Regions from separate parts of the Muntiacus reevesi genome. Here region 2 is linked to region 1. Evidence: chromatin contacts called from public Hi-C data. All regions are on one chromosome and are shown on one strand. Each heading gives the region's core, a stretch centred on a gene start, on an enhancer-like site or on the middle of the called end of the contact. The rest is flanking DNA. Distances are from core to core; before and after follow the strand shown. Region 1 holds the start of MED11 (mediator complex subunit 11). Region 2 holds the start of C18H17orf107 (chromosome 18 C17orf107 homolog).

Region 1 (3,776 bases), core at 771-3,270:
AGGCTGTATATTGTCACCCTGCTTTTTTAACTGATATGCAGAGTACATCATGAGAAATGCTGGACTGGGTGAAACACAAGCTGGAACCAAGATTGCTGGGAGAAATACCAATAACCTCAGATATGCAGATGACACCACCCTTATGGCAGAAAGCAAAGAAGAACTAGAGAGCCTCTTGATAAAAGTGAAAGTGGAGAGTGAAAAAGTTGGCTTAAAACTCAACATTCAGAAAACTAAGATCATGGCATCTGGTCCCATCACTCCATGGCAAATAGATGCGGAAACAGTGGATATAGTCGCAGACTTTATTTTGGGGGCTCCAAAACCACTGCAGATGATGACTGCAGCCATAAAATTAAAAGACATTTGCTCCTTGGAAGAAAAGGTATGACCAACCTAGACAGCTTATTAAAAAGCAGAGACATTACTTTGCCAACAAAGGTCTGTCTAGTCAAAGCTATGGTTTTTCCAGTAATCATGTATGGATGTGAGAGTTGGACTATAAAAAAAGCTGAGTGCAGAACTGATGCTTTTGAACTGTGGTGTGAGAGAAGGCTCTTGAGAGTCCCTTGGACAGCAAGGAGATCCAACCAGTCCATCCTAAAGGAAATCAATTCTGAATATTCATTGGAAGGACTGATGCTGAAGCTGAAACTCCAATACTTTGGCCACCTGATGTGAAGAACTGACTCATTGGAAAAGACCCTGACTCTGGGAAAGATTGAAGGCAGAAGAAGAAGGGGACGACAGAAGATGAGATGGATGGATGGCATCACCGACTAAATGGACATGAGTCTGAATAAACTCCGGGAGTTGGTGATGGACAGAGAGGCCTGGCACGCTGCAGTCGATGGGGTAGAAGAGTTCGACAGGACTGAGTGACTGAACTGACTGACAGCCCAGCTGCACTGTAATGCCATTGATTTAGGGGTAAATCAAGTTGCTTCTAAGATCGGTTCACTGCTGGTTTAGTTAACCATATGACTTTCTGTTTTTCTAGTTTCTATCGAAAGTTTTGCTATTATTAATAACTCCTCTCTTTCCTTGACCCCTTTCTTAAATCCCCTTATTGTATAGGATTTAGAAAACGAGTGAAGTTAAATGCTAGATCCCTCAAATTTAACTAAAAGCCTCCACTCGATTGCTAACCCTGGGCAAACCGGCTTCATTCTCAACCTTCCCTAAACTGTCAAAATTGATCTTTCCTGAAGATCTTTCCTTTATTTTGCCTTCAAAATAAAGTTCAAATTCCTTAGCTTGCAAGCCATTTTCTGGTCTGGCTCCCCACTCCGATCTCCCCAGTCACACCTAGCCACCAACCACGCTGCGTTCACTCCAGTCAAACTTACTGGACTTCCAATGTGTCGGCCCCTCACAGCACTACGCGATCGCTGTGACTTTCCCTTCTCCACTCCAACCTCTCAGCCACCTGGTTAAGCCCCAAATGCAGTTCAAGCAACATTTCCTCCTAACATTTCCTCCTAGAATCCTGTCTCTGTTCCTAGAAATACACCCTGGGCGTATCCCTAATAAAGCACCTATCCACCCTCACGTGAGAGTCCACCTCACTCACCTTTGTATCCCCAGAGCCAACCACATAATAAGCAATCAGAGAGGGAAACAGCTGACAGGATCAAGCGCCTCAGAATATATTGACAGTCCGTGTCTTAGCGGAGCTCCGGGTCAGAGGGAAGCGCTACGGCGAATGTCACACTCACCAAGTCGTTTTCCCCGGGCCCCGATAGGTGGCGGAGTGGGATAGGCAGACGGAGGGTCCATGGCTGTCCAGTCTGTAATACCCCAGAGGTCCTACCATCATCACCTAGCACCCGCAGACGCTCAAGAAATTCTTGTAGAAGAAATTAAACAGACCACAACAGTGTTGTGAAGGTAGACAGGTCTGAATGGCCTTAGGCTGGAGATTTTCCGATACTCCGTCTTACCACAGGTGGTCACGCGGTGGGGTCGCGCAGCAGGGCATGCGCAGGAGACCCTGGTAGTTGTAGTTCACCAGGTAAAACGAGAAACGAAAGACCACGCTGAGCATCCTGGGAACTGTAGTGTTGGCTAAGGTGCGCCCTCTGCGCAGGCGCAAGTCGACAGTCACTTCCGGGCGCTTTTCCGTAGTATTTCTCAAAAGAAAACCCCAGGGTAACGATGGCTACCTACAGCTTGGCGAACGAGCGACTACGCGCCCTGGAAGACATCGAAAGAGAAATTGGAGCCATTCTTCAGAATGCAGGTTCGAGATACGACGACGAGAGGGGTAACGAGCGCGAGAGCAAGCGTGACCGCTTGCACATGGGCGGCCCAAATGGGGTTGGAAGGGATCCTAACTGGGTGTAGGGGTGGATGGGGCTGGCCCTGGGGCGGGGCTATACTGGCAGTCTCCGGATAGCCCCGCCTGCTCTCCTCTCTGGCAGGTACCGTGATCTTGGAACTGTCCAAGGAAAAAACCAACGAGAGGCTCTTAGACCGACAGGCAGCGGCCTTCACCGCGTCGGTGCAGCACGTGGAAGCGGAGCTGTCGGCTCAGATCCGCTATCTCACTCAGGTGTGTTTGGTGGGACGTGCTACGCTCCCACCCCAGCTCTCTGCCTTAGCCTTATCCTTCAAGAGTACCGGGCAGAGCTTTGGTCCCCGGAGCCAAGCAAGACCAGCCCTTCCCAGCAGGCCCGTCGATCCTGGCAGCATCCCTCCCTTCCAGGACAGGTTTCTTGTGTCACTGAGTTGCGTCACATGAGCCAGTGGGTGGGAAAGTCCTGGGAGAGGGCATCTAAACAATACGAAAGCTATAGGATTTGCCCTTAGACATTTGACCTGACCTCAAGTGTATAGCGCCCCAGATGGCTACTTCATGAGAAAAGGAACAGGACTGAAAGGGTTCTGAGGTTATTACAACAGGAAGCACCATGTACTAAACTTGTACAGTGTGCTAGACATTCTGCATTATCTAATCCTATAACAACTCTGAAAAGTGAAACTGTTAGTCTCTCAGTTGTGTCCGACTCTTTGTGACCCTGTGGACTGTAGCCCGCCAGGCTCCTCTGTCCATGGAATTTCCTAGGCAAGAATACTGGAGTGGGTAGCCATTCCATTCTCCAGGGGATCTTCCCTACCCCGGGTTTCCTGCATTGCAGGCAGACTCTTTACCATGTGAGCCATCAGGGAAGCCCATAACAACTCTCGGAAGTAGTTACAGTCATCCCCGCTTTACAGAGGAGGTTAATAGAAGTACAGTGATGTGACCTAGGTAATCCAGCTAATCATCTGGCATAGCAAATTCAAACTCAGGGAAGAAATGAGGCAAAAGACCTGATGACTTGTTGGGGAGATGGCTGAGGGAAGGGGTGCTTCATTGATCAATCTGAATGTCCTGTAGGTGGCCACAGGGCAGCCCCACGAGGGCTCCAGCTACTCTTCGAGGAAGGACTGTCAAATGGCCCTGAAGCGAGTGGACTATGCTCGCCTCAAGCTCAGTGAGGTGGCCCGAACCTGTGAGCAGATGCTGGAGAACTAGGCCAAGCCAGTGAACAGCTTGGAGGGAGAGCTCCACATACACCCCAGAGCAGAACCTGGAGAGCGTGGGCTGCCCTGTACCTGCCGTACTGGTCAGAGGCCGTGAGGACGAGGGTGCAGAAGGTGTGAAGGAAGGCACTTGGAGACCAAGCCCATGCACAGCTGTGCCCTAGCTCCTCCAGCACATTGCTCTTGCCATGCGCTTCACTGAGTACGGACAAGCTCAGACAGGCGACGGAGACTCAGACACCCAACCC
Region 2 (3,776 bases), core at 442-2,941, 130 kb after region 1:
CCCCACCCCTCCTCAATGTAGTGGCCTTGGAGATCTCGTTTGTTAATAAAGACAATTCAACCAGCTCCCACCACTTCAGGCCCTAGGTTACTCTGTTTTCTCTCATCATCCTGGGTTCTAGCCAGGGCCCACCAGCATGACTGGGATGAAGGGGGTGGGAATCTGCAATCCCTGAGCCTTAGAGGAGAGGGGGTGGATGGGCAGTGCTGGGCTGAGAGAACCTACAAGAAATAACTAAGGGACGGCCCAGGCATCCTCCGCCTTAAACCTGTGGACCTGGAGCTGGGACCGTTCGGTCCCTACCCACTCCAGCCTGGCCAGGCCACAGAGGTGCCTGGCTTCAGCCTCTCAATGTGCAAGTCTTGCAAATGGGTCTCTCCTGTTTAGCCTCTGAGAGGCTCACAGGGCTAGAGGATCACATGGGCCTGGGGCCCAAGAAAAACTGGGAGGTCAGGAAGACTGAAGTGAGAGTGGTTCTTGCTTTCCGGAGGGCTGACATGCAGGAGCCTGCCTGCACCATCTACAGCTCTTTCTGATGCCAGCCAGGTGGCTCGACCCACACATGTGCACACGCATGACTTCTTGTGAAGTTGAATACAGATTTATCGTTGGCAGTGGGAAAGGATAGTAATGCAGCAGTGGTAGCAAGGTGTTTTTCAAATATCCTCCTGGAGATGAGTGGGAATTCTTGTCGGTGTGGCTGTGGCCTCAGGTCTACATACACGGCGGATAAGGCAGCTGGGGCACTCGGTTGAAGTAGGCCCCGAGGAAGATGAGGCTGGAGCCCATGAGGAAGAGGACCAGAGCGGCCCAGAAGCAGATGTTGTCAAGGGCCTTCCCCATGCGCACCCAGTCGGACACCTCCTGGGGAAGGGGTGGGCACAGGTTGAGTCCCTAAAAGCTGCAGGAGCCAGCTTTGCAGGAGTCAGGGATGGTGGAGGCCCCCTAGCGCCCCACCCCACCTGGGTGCTCCCGCCCCACCTCGCCAGAGGCCTCCTGGTCCCGCGTGCTCGAAGCCACGAAGTTCACGGCATCCACACAGCAGCGGATCTCGGGGGCGGCAGCGCCCAGGTTCTGGCACAGGGTAGCTGGTGGGGGCGACCCGGGGTGGGTGATCTAGAGCCTCGCCCTTGAAGGCGCCCCCCTTGGCCCACCCGGCCCAGTCCGCTCACCGGTCCAGGTTCCGTGCCGGTGCCTCTGCTGCTCAAACACGAGTTCGCTCCGCGGCTTTTTCAGTATCAGCTCCTCCGCGCGGAGCAGGAGGCCCAGCGATGACGCCCGCCTTGGGGGCGAGGCAGCCCGGGGGATCTCGGGGGGCGCGCCGGAGCCCAGGAGTTGGGGCAGCAGCTCCAGCAACACCTGGGGTGGGGTGGGTGGGGCGGGGCGGGGCGAGGTTAGCTTGAAGCCCCACCTCCTGCCCGGAGCCCGCCCACCGGGTGCTTACGTGGCGCAGCCGCGGGGACATGGCGTGAGTGGTGGGCGTCCGCAATGACACGTTGAGCACGATGACGCAATTCATGACAATGAGTGTGGCAACCACCATGACGAAAATGAGGTACCTGAGGAGCCCAGAGTTCGTGATGTCACAGCCTCCCCTGAGCCACAGAGCTGCCGCTGGTCCTCTGACCTCACAAACGCACCTTTCCGCACGCGTGAAGCTACTCCTCCTGGCGGGGCCAGACGGTCCGCCCTCCGGCCCAGTCTTTCTCTCCGCCCTCACACGGCCAGTGGCAACCATGAAGGGGACCCCCAGTTCCCTGGAAACCCTGCTGTGGGTCTACCACTTCCACAGCTCCACGGAGGTGCGCCTACGCGGATACCCGTAAGGGCTGCACCTCGAGACGCTCTGGGAAGGTTTCCAGCGTCCCCTCGGTGACCTCTGCCCTATGTCCCGATGACACCACTGCCCCTGTGCCTTTCCAGGTAGCCCTCCAGCCCCCGCTTCTGTCTTCCCTGGAGCTCGTTGCGGCCGCAGCCCATGAGTATCTGGAGCAGAGGTTCAGAGAACTGAAGTCCCTGGAGCCTCGAGAGCAGGAGAACCCGCCTGCCGGGAAGCCCACCCTGGGGCTAGTGCTAAGAGAAGCCGCGGCCAGCGTAGTGAACTTCGGGGCCACTTTGTTAGAGGTGGGGCGCCGGGGCGGGGGACAGAGGAGGGGGTGGGGGAAGTGGATTGAGGAGCAGAGACCTCTGCATCCCCACCAACTTCTGTATCCCCACTACAGATCTCAGCCCTGTGGGTGCAGCAGGAGCTACGGCGACTAGACGGCGGCCCGGGTCCGGGGCCAGACGCTGGGGATCCGGGCGGAGCCCTGGCCCGGTTAGCCCAGGCCACGGGGCAGGGCGCTCTGCAAGTGGGGGCTGCAGCAGGCGCAAGCGCCCGGCTCCTGCTCCAGGGGGCCTGGCTATGCCTGTGTGGACGAGGTCTGCAGGGGTCCGCCTCATTCCTGCAACAGTGGCAACGCCAGCTGGACCTCGGAACCCCTGAAGAACCGGTGAGTTCAAGATGAGGGGAGAGTTGGGGGCCAGAGGCGTCCCGGCTGGGTGGTACTGAGCCGGCCCACCCCCAGCAGAGATGCTCCGGAGACCTCAAGTTGGCGTCCAGCAGCACTGCAGAGGACGGGGGACCGAAGAACCCACCACGATCCCAGCCCCGCCCCACGTCCAAATAAAACCCAGGTGGGGACCATACAGTTAAGGCTACTCGGAGTCCTTAGGTATTGGCCCTGCCCTCTGTATTGAGACCCCCCTGGCCCCGCCCCGTGCTCGTCTGGCCCCGCCCTTCACGCTATCCACGCCCCGCGTAGGCACCGCCGGGATCCTCTCCGCCCCTCACCTGCCCAACAGCGGCACGCTCAGAGATGTCTCTGGGATTTTCTGGGCAATCAGGAACAAGAAGACGGTCTGGGCGAGCAGGACGTTGATGGAAACGGTGCATTTCTGGCCGCCGGCTGGAGGGAGAGCCTGATGAGGACAGGCCCCGCCCCCCAGGAAGGGCCCAGGTTTGGGGTCTGGGCGACTCGCATACCCTGCGCGGGCAAGAAGTAGGCGAGCAGCACCAGGCCCGAGATGAGCACGCAGGGCACGATGATGTTAATAACGTAGAATAGCGGCTTCCGGCGAATAATGAGCGAGTAGATGACGTCAGTTTCCCCTGGGCCACCCGCAGAGTCACCGTTGTGGCGGCGGATCACCCCGGGGCAGAAGTCGATGGCCCACTCGCCGTTCTCTGCAGGGTGGGAGAGGCGCGGTCAGCCGGCTCTCGGGGAATGTGGCGCCCTGCTCTGCTCTCCGTCCCCATATCTGACGGTGGGGGTCCTGCAACTCCAGGCGAGGAGAGAATGAAAGCTATCTGGGCGAGGGCAGGTGGGGCAGGTGGGCTGGTAATTGAGTCAGAAAAGGGCGTTCCCAGGGAGCTTACGGAACCACCACAAGGGAGGAAGGAGTACGAGGCCGACAATCAAGAATGATTTCAGGGAAGGCTCAAGTTAAAGCAGGGCTGTCAAAGTCAGTCCCAGCATCGAGGGCCCAGGGCAACCCCACTGTGCAAGTTCCCTCTCGGGACCCGTCTAGAAGCGGGTTTTTCGGAGCAGTAGGGGGACCTAACCAGTATAGGCCTCAGTGTCGATATCGATCTTGCTGATGGTCTCGCCCTCGTCGTCCACCGCAAAGACAAACTCCACTTCTTCGGCATTGTACGTCTGGGAGCTGCGGAGCCAGGATCCGGGCCCCGACCCAGAGGTTGGGACCCGGGCCTGAGGCCCCGCCCTGGAAGCTGG

Evidence for each region. A called contact is a pair of places that touch in the nucleus more often than the background predicts.
Region 2: a Hi-C map of blood shows a contact between it and region 1, with 2.4 times the contacts expected there. The contact joins the promoter of C18H17orf107 here to the promoter of MED11 in region 1. A contact is called at or near these places in 2 of 3 Hi-C or Micro-C datasets (blood and muscle).

Annotation. Positions count from the first base shown.
Region 1 is chr18:35,321,185-35,324,960 of mMunRee1.1, forward strand. MED11 (mediator complex subunit 11) reads left to right here and starts at 2,021. Exons shown (of 3, transcript XM_065909753.1): 1 at 2,021-2,242; 2 at 2,424-2,554; 3 at 3,383-3,776. The coding sequence starts at 2,158. The coding sequence ends at 3,520. It overlaps PELP1 (proline, glutamate and leucine rich protein 1), which reads right to left and starts at 2,054. Exons shown (of 19, transcript XM_065909741.1): 1 at 1,719-2,054.
Region 2 is chr18:35,454,893-35,458,668 of mMunRee1.1, forward strand. C18H17orf107 (chromosome 18 C17orf107 homolog) reads left to right here and starts at 1,692. Exons shown (of 3, transcript XM_065909628.1): 1 at 1,692-1,802; 2 at 1,924-2,124; 3 at 2,223-2,507. The coding sequence starts at 1,737. The coding sequence ends at 2,507. It overlaps CHRNE (cholinergic receptor nicotinic epsilon subunit), which reads right to left. Exons shown (of 12, transcript XM_065909231.1): 6 at 3,605-3,705; 7 at 3,026-3,226; 8 at 2,834-2,948; 9 at 1,445-1,559; 10 at 1,173-1,359; 11 at 982-1,088; 12 at 580-864. The coding sequence ends at 715. MINK1 (misshapen like kinase 1) reads left to right here. Exons shown (of 33, transcript XM_065911106.1): 33 at 1-65.